Regions from separate parts of the Sus scrofa genome. Here regions 2 and 3 are each linked to region 1. Evidence: chromatin contacts called from public Hi-C and HiChIP or PLAC-seq data. All regions are on one chromosome and are shown on one strand. The core of a region is the stretch at or near the end of the contact, and the rest is flanking DNA. Distances in the headings are between cores, read along the strand shown. Region 1 overlaps GIPC2 (PDZ domain-containing protein GIPC2). Region 2 overlaps DNAJB4 (dnaJ homolog subfamily B member 4). Region 3 holds the start of FUBP1 (far upstream element-binding protein 1).

The links. Hi-C and Micro-C count contacts between places; a contact is called where the count stands out from the background. HiChIP or PLAC-seq counts read pairs in DNA pulled down with a chosen protein or histone mark.
Region 2: a contact with region 1 is called in an H3K27ac HiChIP or PLAC-seq map of skeletal muscle. The contact joins two enhancer-like sites. A contact is called at or near these places in 11 of 47 Hi-C or Micro-C datasets (embryonic fibroblasts, fetal heart ventricle, heart right ventricle and 7 more) and 1 of 2 datasets of contacts at active chromatin or transcription factors (skeletal muscle).
Region 3: a Hi-C map of skeletal muscle shows a contact between it and region 1, with 2.4 times the contacts expected there. The contact joins the promoter of FUBP1 here to the enhancer-like site in region 1. A contact is called at or near these places in 1 of 5 promoter capture datasets (liver), 9 of 47 Hi-C or Micro-C datasets (embryonic fibroblasts, fetal heart ventricle, liver and 3 more) and 1 of 2 datasets of contacts at active chromatin or transcription factors (skeletal muscle).

Annotation. Positions count from the first base shown.
Region 1 is chr6:135,184,865-135,188,572 of Sscrofa11.1, forward strand. All of the region lies in intron 2 of GIPC2 (PDZ domain-containing protein GIPC2), which reads right to left. Among named protein-coding and RNA genes, the nearest start is that of GIPC2, 31 kb to the right of the region's middle. Within about 2 kb of position 1,922, at least 17 of the 83 cell types and tissues checked have an H3K27ac peak or open chromatin away from gene starts, as enhancers often do. A contact at or near this core is called in embryonic fibroblasts, skeletal muscle and subcutaneous adipose tissue, where this site is marked.
Region 2 is chr6:135,252,998-135,256,741 of Sscrofa11.1, forward strand. All of the region lies in intron 1 of DNAJB4 (dnaJ homolog subfamily B member 4), which reads right to left. Among named protein-coding and RNA genes, the nearest start is that of DNAJB4, 27 kb to the right of the region's middle. Within about 2 kb of position 2,439, at least 67 of the 83 cell types and tissues checked have an H3K27ac peak or open chromatin away from gene starts, as enhancers often do. A contact at or near this core is called in embryonic fibroblasts, skeletal muscle and subcutaneous adipose tissue, where this site is marked.
Region 3 is chr6:135,280,175-135,283,713 of Sscrofa11.1, forward strand. It overlaps FUBP1 (far upstream element-binding protein 1), which reads left to right and starts at 1,300. Exons shown (of 20, transcript XM_021096436.1): 1 at 1,300-1,601. The coding sequence starts at 1,482. It overlaps DNAJB4 (dnaJ homolog subfamily B member 4), which reads right to left and starts at 1,202. Exons shown (of 3, transcript XM_021096446.1): 1 at 870-1,202.

The sequences.
Region 1 (3,708 bases), core at 672-3,171:
GAAAAAACTATTTTAGTGGGGAAGACAAGGAAGAACCCTACGGGGTAGAATCAGACTTGGAGACATAATTATGATTTCATAATTTCTAAAATACATGTTTTCTAACTCTTCCTGCGATAACTGTCAGGACCTAGATACAGTGACACTCTGGTAGCAATAAAGGCATGCAAACCGGCATTCGGATCTTGATTTTGAAATATCAGTGTGCACTGAAAAAACTAGAGATCCCTAAAGAAATGGCTGATTCCAAGCCCCGGGGAAAAGATAAAAGATGAGCTTAGAACATCTCGCTGCACCAGAAAAGAAGGAATTGCTCAATACAATCACGGGAGCCAGGTCAAAAGGATACAGGAGTCAGCTGAAAGGGACACCTGCAAGGCCAGATCTCAGGGAATGTGAGCATCAAAATGCCGGTAATGGACACGTTGAATAAGAAATCTTGTGTCCACGCCAATAGATAATAAATAAGTAGACTGCTTTATAACAATAGAATGTTTTAAAAGGAACAGAAAGAAAATGATGGAATTTTTAAAAATCGCCAGTTTGCAACCATTAAAGACTGGGCCAGACAAGACTCATCAATAAATACTAAATCCGTGGGGTGCAAGTAGGAGAACAAGACATTTACGTAATCTCCAAGTATCTCCCCACAAGTTATTTGTCATGAGGGATAATATATCTTTGCTGTGAATAAGACTGGCAGACACGATCTCACTCAAGAGACAAAAATTAACGTTATGAATAATGAGACAAACCAAGATAATGCACTTTTGAGGTAATACACTGAGCAGAACACGACATTACCCATCTAATTTTCCTACCCAAAATGCATAACCTATTTCTCAACATGAAGGGACATCCAAAAATTCCAAATTGAGGGCTATCCTATAGAAGGCTGAGAAATTGTTCTAGAATAAAGATGACGAAAAAGACATGATCGCTAAATGAAATACATCATCCTGGATTGGCTTTATATTAGGGGAAAAAAATGCTCTCGAGGGCATTATTAGGACAACTGATAAAACTGCAATAAGGACATCATACCAGTGACAAAGTATTGGAGTTCTCGCTGTGACACAATGGGATCAGCAATGTCTCTGCAGTGCTGAGACACAGGTTCAATACCCAGCCTGGTGCAATGGGTTAAGGATCCATCGTTGTCACAGTTGCAGTGTCGTGCGAGGCTGCAACTCAGATCTGCTCCCTGGCCTGGGAACTCCATACTCCACATGCCTTGGGGTGGCCGAAATGCGGGGGGAGGGAAAGAAGTATTCCATTTCTGTTAAGTTTTCTGAATTTCATAATTGTACTGTAGGTGTACTGAAGAGAATATCATTCTTTGAAACTACCTTCTGAAATATTAAGGGATAAAGAGACAATGTATCCAATCCATTTTTTCCAATGGCTCAGGAAAAATTACATATATGTATATGTGTGTGTACATATACACACATGTGTGTGGGGGTGGTGGGGGTGTGTGTAAGAAAATAAAGCAAATTTGCCAAGTGGTAAAAACTGGATTTTTTGAGAAAAGGGTATTATGTGAGTTCTCGGCATTATTACAATCTTTCAGTAAGTTTGAAATTATCCCCCCCCCCGCCCAGATTTTTAAAAATCACATCAACTTTGTACACAGTATGATACTCGTTTCTCTTCTAAGTTGAACTGTGTGTCAGAGGGCTGGCTTAGGCTCCACTTTCTCTTTGTTACCGTGTTCCCTGTCTCCATGGGGCTAGTGACTAGGACTCTGAGGAAGGCGCATGTTTGACAGAGCATAAAAAAATAGAAACAGAAGCTCCGAACATCAGAGGTTAAGATCTAAAAAATCCCATGCGTGTTTGCAAAACTTCCAAGCCCTTCTCTGCTGACATTAGAAAGGCATTGCTACATGGGCCTCACGTCCTGAACTTCCCCCAGATAATCCCACATGACTTTCCCAACTCACGGATTTTCCATTTGGTCACCCACTCAACCTTCAGCACAGTCATATCTTTTGCAGAGCTAAAAATAGCCATTCTGTCAAGTGGGAAGTTAAATAAAGTACTAGTTACAGTGAAGAAGATAACTTCCCCAAGGCTATTTTTTTAAAATGATGACAATGCATCAGCAAATCAAAGATTTCGACAAAATAAAGGCATGAAAGGTGCTCTGTGGCATGGAGTTGATCACTAATTCTTACCTCAGTGGGTAGGATTGCCAGCTCTGGAGCCAGATCTCCCAGATTCAAATCTTGAATTTGTCCAGCTGCCTAACTTCACCTTTTTTTTTTTTCTTTCTTTCTTCTGTTTTTTTGCTTTTTAGGACTGCGCCTGTGGCATATGAAGGTCCTCAGGCTAGGGGCCAAATCGGAGCTACAGCTGCCAGAGCCACAGCAATGCAAGATCTAGAGCTGCATCTGCAACCTACACCACAGCTCATGGCAACACTGCATCCTTAACCCACTGATCAAGGCCAGGGACTGAACCCACATCCTCATGGATCCTAGCTGGGTTCGTTACCACTGCGCCACCATGGAAACTCCTGCTTGACCTTTCTAATCCCTGTCTACACCTGTAAAATAAAGGCTGTAAAGTCCCTACCCAGAGATGAACTTCACAGACACACTGAACAAAAGCCAAAAACAGGAGAGTATGTATTATAGAATTCCACTCATAGGAGGTTTGAAAACAAGTAAAACTGTAGTGATAGAGGTCAAAATATTTGCTACCTTTGTAGAGGGGAGGGTACGGACTGGAGCCTTCTAGGTGGTGGAAATGAAATTTCCCTTGATCTGGGTGTTCTCGACAGAGATCTGTAAACATTCATTAAGCTGTACATTAAAGGTCTGTTATACCTCAAAAACTAAATGAAAACACGGTACCAGACAAAATTGTTGTGAACATTAAATGGGAAAATATATACAAAGCACCTAGTACATGATAAGCATTCAATATGTCGTTAGTCATATTATTATAATATGTTATAATAATAGAATTGTTATGGAAGATGAATCTTTTTATCAGTCCTCAGTTCTTAAAAGTTTTTCATACCATTTCAAACTTCTTTCTCCTACCTTTGCAGCTTTATATTGCCCTTTAGATAAAGGGATTTAGATAAAGGGATTATAGAGTTCCCATTATGGTTCAGTGGGTTATGAATGCAACTAGTATTCATGAGGATTTGGGTTTGATCCCTGGCCTTGCTCAATGGGCTAAGGATCTGGCGTTGAGGTGAGCCACGTTATAGGTGTCAGATGCAGCTAGGATCCTGCTTTGCTATGGCTGTGATGCTTAGATAATGGGATTACAGTTGACTCTTAAGCAATGCAGAGGTTAGAGGTGCTGACCCTCTTCTCAGTGGAAAATTTTCATAATTTATAGCCACTCTCTTTACCCTCCCCTTTACCACCCCCACTTTCCCATGTTAATGGTTCCACATCTGCAGATTCAACTGCAGACCATGTCATACTGTAGTATTTGCTATTGAAAAAATCCATGTATAAGTGAACCCACAAAGTTCAAACCTGTGTCATTCAAGGCTCAACTGTATGTACAGTTTAGAAATCTTTAAAGAGCTTTTTTTTTTTAAGATGTAAAAAAGGTGGCCAAAAAGATGTGCACTTGGATAGGAGTTCCTGTTGTGGCTCAGCTGTTAAGAACCCCACATAGTGTCCGTGAGGATGCAGGTTTGATCCCTGGCCTTGCTCAGTGGGTTAAGGATCTCACATTG
Region 2 (3,744 bases), core at 1,189-3,688, 69 kb after region 1:
CAGTATACCTAAAGGAAATTAATGAGATATTCTGAATGAAGGCTAAATAAATATAATGCTTTTCTGTAAAGGAAGAATACTTTCTAGAAAATAGTCAAAAAAACTTTCATGTAACTGTATTTTAAAGTAACTTATAACAAGAGAATATTTCTGAATAATATATTTCGATGCTTTAAAAAACTGATTCTTCCTTCACTATTACATATTTTGCTTATATCAATTATCTGAGTCAAGAACAAAAAAAGCTTCAGAGTACACAGATGACCTTGCTTTAGTTTTTTTTAAATTCACGTACTGAGGATGCTCAGTAAAATCAAACTGGAGACGGATCACTCAAGAAAAACACTATTAAGAGGTAATGTTAAGCCAAGAAAAATGTATCATTTCGTACATATTGAAAATTCTGAAGTCAAATATCCTTAGTAAACACTGAATCTTATGGCTTGGTTATAAGCAAATTTGAGCTATTAGTGTCATAAGGATTAAATCAGTGGCTATTTGATTTTTCATGGGAATTTACGGGTGTTACTCCATGCTTGTAGGCTTCTTTACAAAATTACAAGATAACTTTTCTCTGGAAAGAATACTCTATGGTTAACAGTATCTCAGAATCCGGCTTAGCTTTTGAAATGAACCAAATCATAGTATTTTAAGTAGTACAGATATAAAGAACAAGCAGGATTGAATTGCCCACTATTTGATTTTTTTCAATATTTACTTTGTTAGAACCTGACACTGCAGGTCATCTCACCAAAATCAGCAGCAGAAGCTGCAACTTGCGGCAACTCAGATCAAAAGGGAAAAACAAAACGAGGGGGAAAAAAATCCTCTACACATCACCCTGCTTATTTAAATTTAATTTTCTAAATCAAAATAAGCAGTGACACTCCTTCACTGTATTTTAGGATACATTTCTAACAAGGAAAATTTAACATTAAATGCAATAAAGGAAGCCAAAAATCACAAAGTTTTCACAACTACAATAATTTTAAAAAGAACATTTGGGGAGAAAAATTCACCATGACTTAGTCCTGAATACAAAAAGAGAACATGGAGAAATTAAAATGCCTTGGTTGTTATTAATTAGCAATTTTAAATAGCCTTACTTAATAGCTAACATTTATATGGAGATGATGGACAATTTAAAATGCAGAATGATAAAAGAATAATCTTAAATTACTCCCCATTTACTGTATTCAATTAGGTTCTGATCCCACAATGCGAGAAAAAAAAATTGTGGCAGAGAGAGGAAAAGGAAGTTATCATGCTTTCCTCTACTTAGATAGTAAAATTTCAAAAGAAATAATGTTACCTAAAAGTAAATCAATAATCGTTCTAACTAGGTGGCCATTTTAGGTCAAAAATTGTATTTCTGAGATCTCATTTTCTTGGCACACAATTACTGTTTACAATTAAGCTAAAAACTTGTTCTGGTATTTTATGACATCAGGAAAATTCTTTCCTCTCCAGGCAGAATGCCAAAAACAACTACAGCTAAATGCCTGGGCCTTCTGCTTCTCAGAGAGACGATTCTGTCCTGTTTAATCTAAACTAGCTTTGCCATGAGAAAGGCAGAAAACTTCTTTTGTTTTCGTGAATAAAACATAAACTATTCAGAATTTGAACTGCCAATGTTAAAATTCTAAACGATGGAAGAATCTCTATTGGTTCTGGCAGAATATTCATTAGAAAACAAAACAGGTTGCATAAGACTTTTGACACAATTTCTTAATGGGTATGAGAATGTAAGGTTTCTTTTCAAATAAACCATGTTAACATTATAAATCTAATGGCAATATATATCACAAAATGTCAAAATCTGAAAAAGGGCAAACAAGCACATTTCATTCATAGCTATGCAACATTCATTCATATAATTAGAAGTGAAATCTTGTTTTTATCCATTATTTGTCTTTCTACTTTTGATATGTCAGAGAATTTAATAACAGAAGGCTGAGAGAGAGAGATCGAGAGCGCCGGAGGCAGAAAGATGTACAGTGAATACTTACCTTCCTCCCCAAACTGATCATATATTTCTCTCTTTTTAGGATCACTCAATACTTCATAAGCTTCTGCGACCTCTTTAAATTTTTCCTCCGCCTGAGGAGATTTGTTCTTGTCCGGATGAAATCTGAGGGCTTGTTTTCGGTAAGCCTTTTTAATATCTTCATCTGAAGCTCCTTTTTCAATTCCCAAAATGCAATAATAGTCTTTCCCCATTTCGAATGCCTTGAAATGAACTTAGATTTCCCTTTGTGACAGAAAACAGCGTCCCCAGTCTCAGCAATACAATGATTCTAAGAAAAAGAAACCCAGCTGGGTATTTTAAAAGTTAAAGCAAATCAGCAATTCAGCTTCGCTGTCTTAAAGCGGCAAGCAGGCAGCGTCTCCGTATTTAATTCCTTCCCCAACAGCTCACTTACAGATAAATATACACTACACGGGAGACGGCCTCCTTCTAGATCCTCCCATTTTCACTACGTGTCTCTGTACTTTCTAGAACAGCAAATGCTACGGACGTCACTTCCCCAGCTGCCTCTAGTCAAAGTACTCGGCTAGGTTTTCTCCTCCTCCACGATTAACTATTCATTTTCCTTCTGGCTCTACCATTTTTATTTCCTTTTTAGGAAGCCAAGCGGATTAAGACACCAATATTTCAGCATTTATTTATTCCATTCTAGGTGACAAAGCAACAAAAAAATCATTACAGCTGTTAAGCATCTTAACATTACAATGTTAAAATTACTATACAATAAAAGTACCTTGAACTTATTTTAGGTATTTTAATTTCAAGTTATTCAAATGTAAGACAGACAATACTAAATATGGTTTAAAACTGTCGATAATTTGTGTCATTTTCAAACTTCCTAGGGTCTGCTAATCAAAAATGCCAGAAATTTCACATCGTAAAAGGCTATAGATTATAAATATCAAAAGCAAAAATTTTAAATAAGGACTTAAATGTGATTGTAGCTGATGATCTTAACTAGTTTTTTTGTAGTATACAAGAGTTAATAGTTCAGGCAAACTAATGCTTGTGAAAGCTTCATACCTAATTTTAGTTACTTCAACTAAAACAGAATGAGATCTGCCCTCCCCATTCCTAGGGTCACCATAAGAATTTTTATGCTGCTTCAGTAAAGCTAGAAGACAGGTTGCAGACAGTCAAAACTCTTAACCAGATCAGTTTAAAATCTGGATATGCTATTTATGAGGCAGAAATATGAGAAATATTTTTCCTTGAAAAACACATTTTCCCTTATTATAAATATAATTACTCATTAAGATTTTAGAAAACACAGAAAGAAAAAAGAATAAAATAAAAACTTTCCTATCATACCGTTTTAGGTAAACCCTGCCAAATGTTAGTATATTTCCTTCTAATCCCTTTTTTCTGTAACTATTCATGGTTATTTTTGTCGTTTTGTATTTGTTTTTTTATAACAAAGTTTATGTCATATATCATTTATGTACTCTTTTGATGCCTGCTTTTTAAAATATAAATGTTGGGTATTTATAAGAAATATTTTCAATGTCTGTAACTCATCTTTTATCTCCTATTTGGTTTCATTATCTTTTCAGAAATGTTCCCAATTCTAATATGATATTGGAAAGATGAATTACTAAGATGTCAAAAGAACTGCACAGAGCATTATACATAAATATCTTGTCTGTAAAATTGAAAGACAAAAGAACATTTATCAGAAAAAGTAAACATACATATACATATAGAGTATAGTGGAA
Region 3 (3,539 bases), core at 50-2,549, 95 kb after region 1:
AAATAGATGGCTATGCACAATTAAAAAGATAATCAGAGCTATAAATGGATAGGATGGTAAGAAAAGCTCATTAGAGGGAAATGATGCCCCACGTGTATCTCTGTGCATGTAACTGCTTGGTTATCTGACTTATTTTAGTCCTTGAGCAAGTGAACCCAGTAATTTTAAGTATCAAGAAGACTGCAGCACACAGTTCTCTCTACTCATCACCAGCAATGGGACAAGTACACTTTGAAACCTAATTCACAAAACCCAAAACACTTTACTTGGTAAAGTTCACTTTACCTCATTCTTTGTCCCCTCAAAGGAAAGAATTTAGGGGTAAAAAATCACTGCGATCGACTCCTAAAGCATCCTAATGAGTCTGAAACTACTACCATTAAATTATATGCTACGACATGAGCTGAAGGTCTGAAGGAACGTCGGAAATTACCCAGTAACTGAAGTAGATAACAGAAAATACAAATAATAACAATCGTCATCATCATCTAGCCCTGGGACGGCAATACAACACATTATATTTGAAATCTCACAGGCTGCAGCTGGGGAAAACTATTTCTAAGAAGCCATATGGTCAATTTTGGTCAGGAAATGGATGCTGTTCTCAACTTCAAGGAGCTCAGTAAAAGTGGCCAGGGATACGTACACACACACTAGGTTACAAAACCTGTTTAAAACTGAGTTTTAGGAACAATCACGGTAAGGTAAAGAAAAAGGCAATCATAACCTCAGAGCCTCACTCACATTATTTGCACAAAACCTTCGAAATAAGCTCCAGAACTAAGGCCCCCACCCTGAATTCATCCCCTCTTGTGATAAAACTAAGAAATCTGACAATCTACAAGTAAAATACAGGGACACTTTACTACCCTGAAAATCACGCCGCGTTCCCGCTAGGCCGGGCAGACGTCTTCCGGAGCATCATCGCGCCGCGTAGCTCGCCCAATTCTCCCAGGTGCACTTCTGGAGGCAGCGCTCTCAAGAGTCACTGTTGCGCTGTCGTTACGCCTATCGACGTCATCCCTTCCCCGTGGATACACTGCACGACCCTCGGAGGGAAACCCACCCACACTACTTCCCTGAGCCGGCGACTGATAAGAAACTACTCCTTTTCTTCGGGCTTTCCAAAACTCGAACCATTGGCGCCCGCACTGCCAGTCTTACCCACCGCCCCCGTGTGACCACCGCACAACTTCAACCTAAGAACACAAAGAGGAGGTGCCTAAAGGACCCCCATTCTCGCGAAACCTAAAGACAATTCTCGCGACATCTCGCTGCCTTCGCCCTCCCCAGCCCCACCCCCATACCAGCTCGTAGCCTCAAAACACCGCGAGATTTTCTCCTTTCAGTCTCCGCCCCTTTACGGCACGATGGTCGCACAAGAATGTGATACAGCCTCGACGGCCGCCATTTTCTTTCTTTCTTAGCAGTTGGCAGAGGGGTCTCTACGAAGAAGCGGTAGCGGCCACTGTAGTGTAAGCATGGCAGATTATTCAACAGTACCTCCACCCTCCTCTGGCTCAGCTGGTGGTGGAGGCGGCGGCGGCGGCGGTGGAGGAGTTAACGATGCTTTCAAAGATGCGCTGCAGCGAGCCCGGCAGGTAAGTCAGGACCGCGCGGCGGGATCCCGATAGCTCACGGTAATTGGCCGCTGGCTGAGTAGGCCGCTACTTCGCGCCTGAGCGAGAGAAGTGCCCTTCCGGGCTCTGAATTGTGAGAAGTCTCCCGTTTCCCCACGTTGGTGTTGCCGACGAGAGGCTGGAATTCGGTTTTGTGTCCTCGGCGTTTAAGCCACTTGGAACCCCGACGCGAACTACGCGAAGATGGCTTTAGGTTTTTCTCCCGCTTCTGCGGCACTCACGCTTTTTTCTCCAAGGAGTTAAGATTTCCTTTTTCTCAGAGTGAACATCATCCTCCATGGGATAAAGCGCGCGTAGTTTTACACAATAGTGTGGAAGCTTCTGGTAATGAGTTTGGCAAAGGACTAGGGTCCGTCCGCAGGAGCCATAGTAAGGAAAGGTATCTGTCATTAAAGCATTTTTTAGACTTTCCAGCCCATTCGAGCTCTCTCGCAATTAATCTTTCGGTGGCCATAAGCTTTCACACCTACAAGAATTATGAGAGCACTGGTATCCCGGGTTGGAATCCCTCCTCAGGGCGGGATTGACTTGTCTTCTACCGTTCCTTCTCTCTTATTTCTCAAAATGGCTTCAGGCCCATTATACCCGAAGTTTCAATTTGAATCTACCTCTCAGTTCGGAGTCGTAAACTGAGCAGACCTCTTTGTATTACGTAGGTGCGTACATTTGCCCTGAAGTCACTTCTTTCCTAAGCGAAAGCTGTTTTAAAAAAAAGTATGTTGTGCTCCAGGATGTAATTTGAACTTTGCCTTCGTTAAATTCCCTTAATATAATTGTAACTTTAGAATATTGTTGGTGTGGACTTGGTGTTTAAGCAACAGTAAGAATCTTGTTAAGACCCAATGCACATTAGGTGCTAGACGCTTTTTGAGTAGGCTGTTAAACTAATGGTAATCAGAAACTAATCTTGTGGTGTATTTTCATTGCATTAGAAGTTGACTTCCTTAACCTACTTTTCACCCTCCAGTTGGTTAAAGGATTGTTTGAGTCAAAATCCATAAAATCTGTAGTAATGTAGCAAATTGCCCGTACTTTTATAGTATGAACATATTAATAAAAATGTACCTGTGCTTGTTTATAATCAAAAATATTCCAGAGTCAACAGAAAGACATTAATAAATACTAAGTCTGTGATTTCTTCACTTAATATTTATTTTTTCTGAACAAGTTTAGAATAGCAACTGAAACATTTATCATGACAGGGACTCTGTTAGACGGGTTTTATTATAGATTGGATTGGTAGACTCACCTGAATTATGTTATTCAACTAGCATGTTAAATTAAATTGTGCCACACAATGTATTTATATACTGGAGACTTTTTTTAATGTGTTAATTGGGTTTTTGCCTTATTTGAAACTGTGATATAGTCAGAGTAGACAAAATAATGGGCACTGTTAATTCATCCATTTGTTCTGTAAACATTTATAGAGTTCTACCGTGCATCAGGCACTGTACACAAAACTAGAGGAGTGGGCTTCCTTACTGCCAAAGTAAAGGACTGATATTTTAAGTGAGGCATTAAAGAATGAGAGTTTGACCAGTGGAGAAAGAAGCAGCATGTGCAGAGATTTGGAGGCTTGGGGGATGAAAGACCATAACAGTGAAGTCACTGGAGAATAGGGTTGAGTGGGGAAGGAGGGTGGAAAATGAGGTGAGAAAATGTGGATACAACTCTCTGAAGACAGGTTAGCAGCTTTTTTTAGTATAGAAATTGTCCTCAAACTATGAAATTTCTTGACCTTTGCTATATGCCAATAGGTCAGCTGCCCCATGTCCTTGCTGTAATGATTTACAAAGGTCTTTACTGTAATTTGATTACAGACTTGATCTTAAAATCTGAGTTTCTGCAGAATTGATCTTAAAGCTAAGATTCTCAAGTTTAGCATTTGAGTTGAAT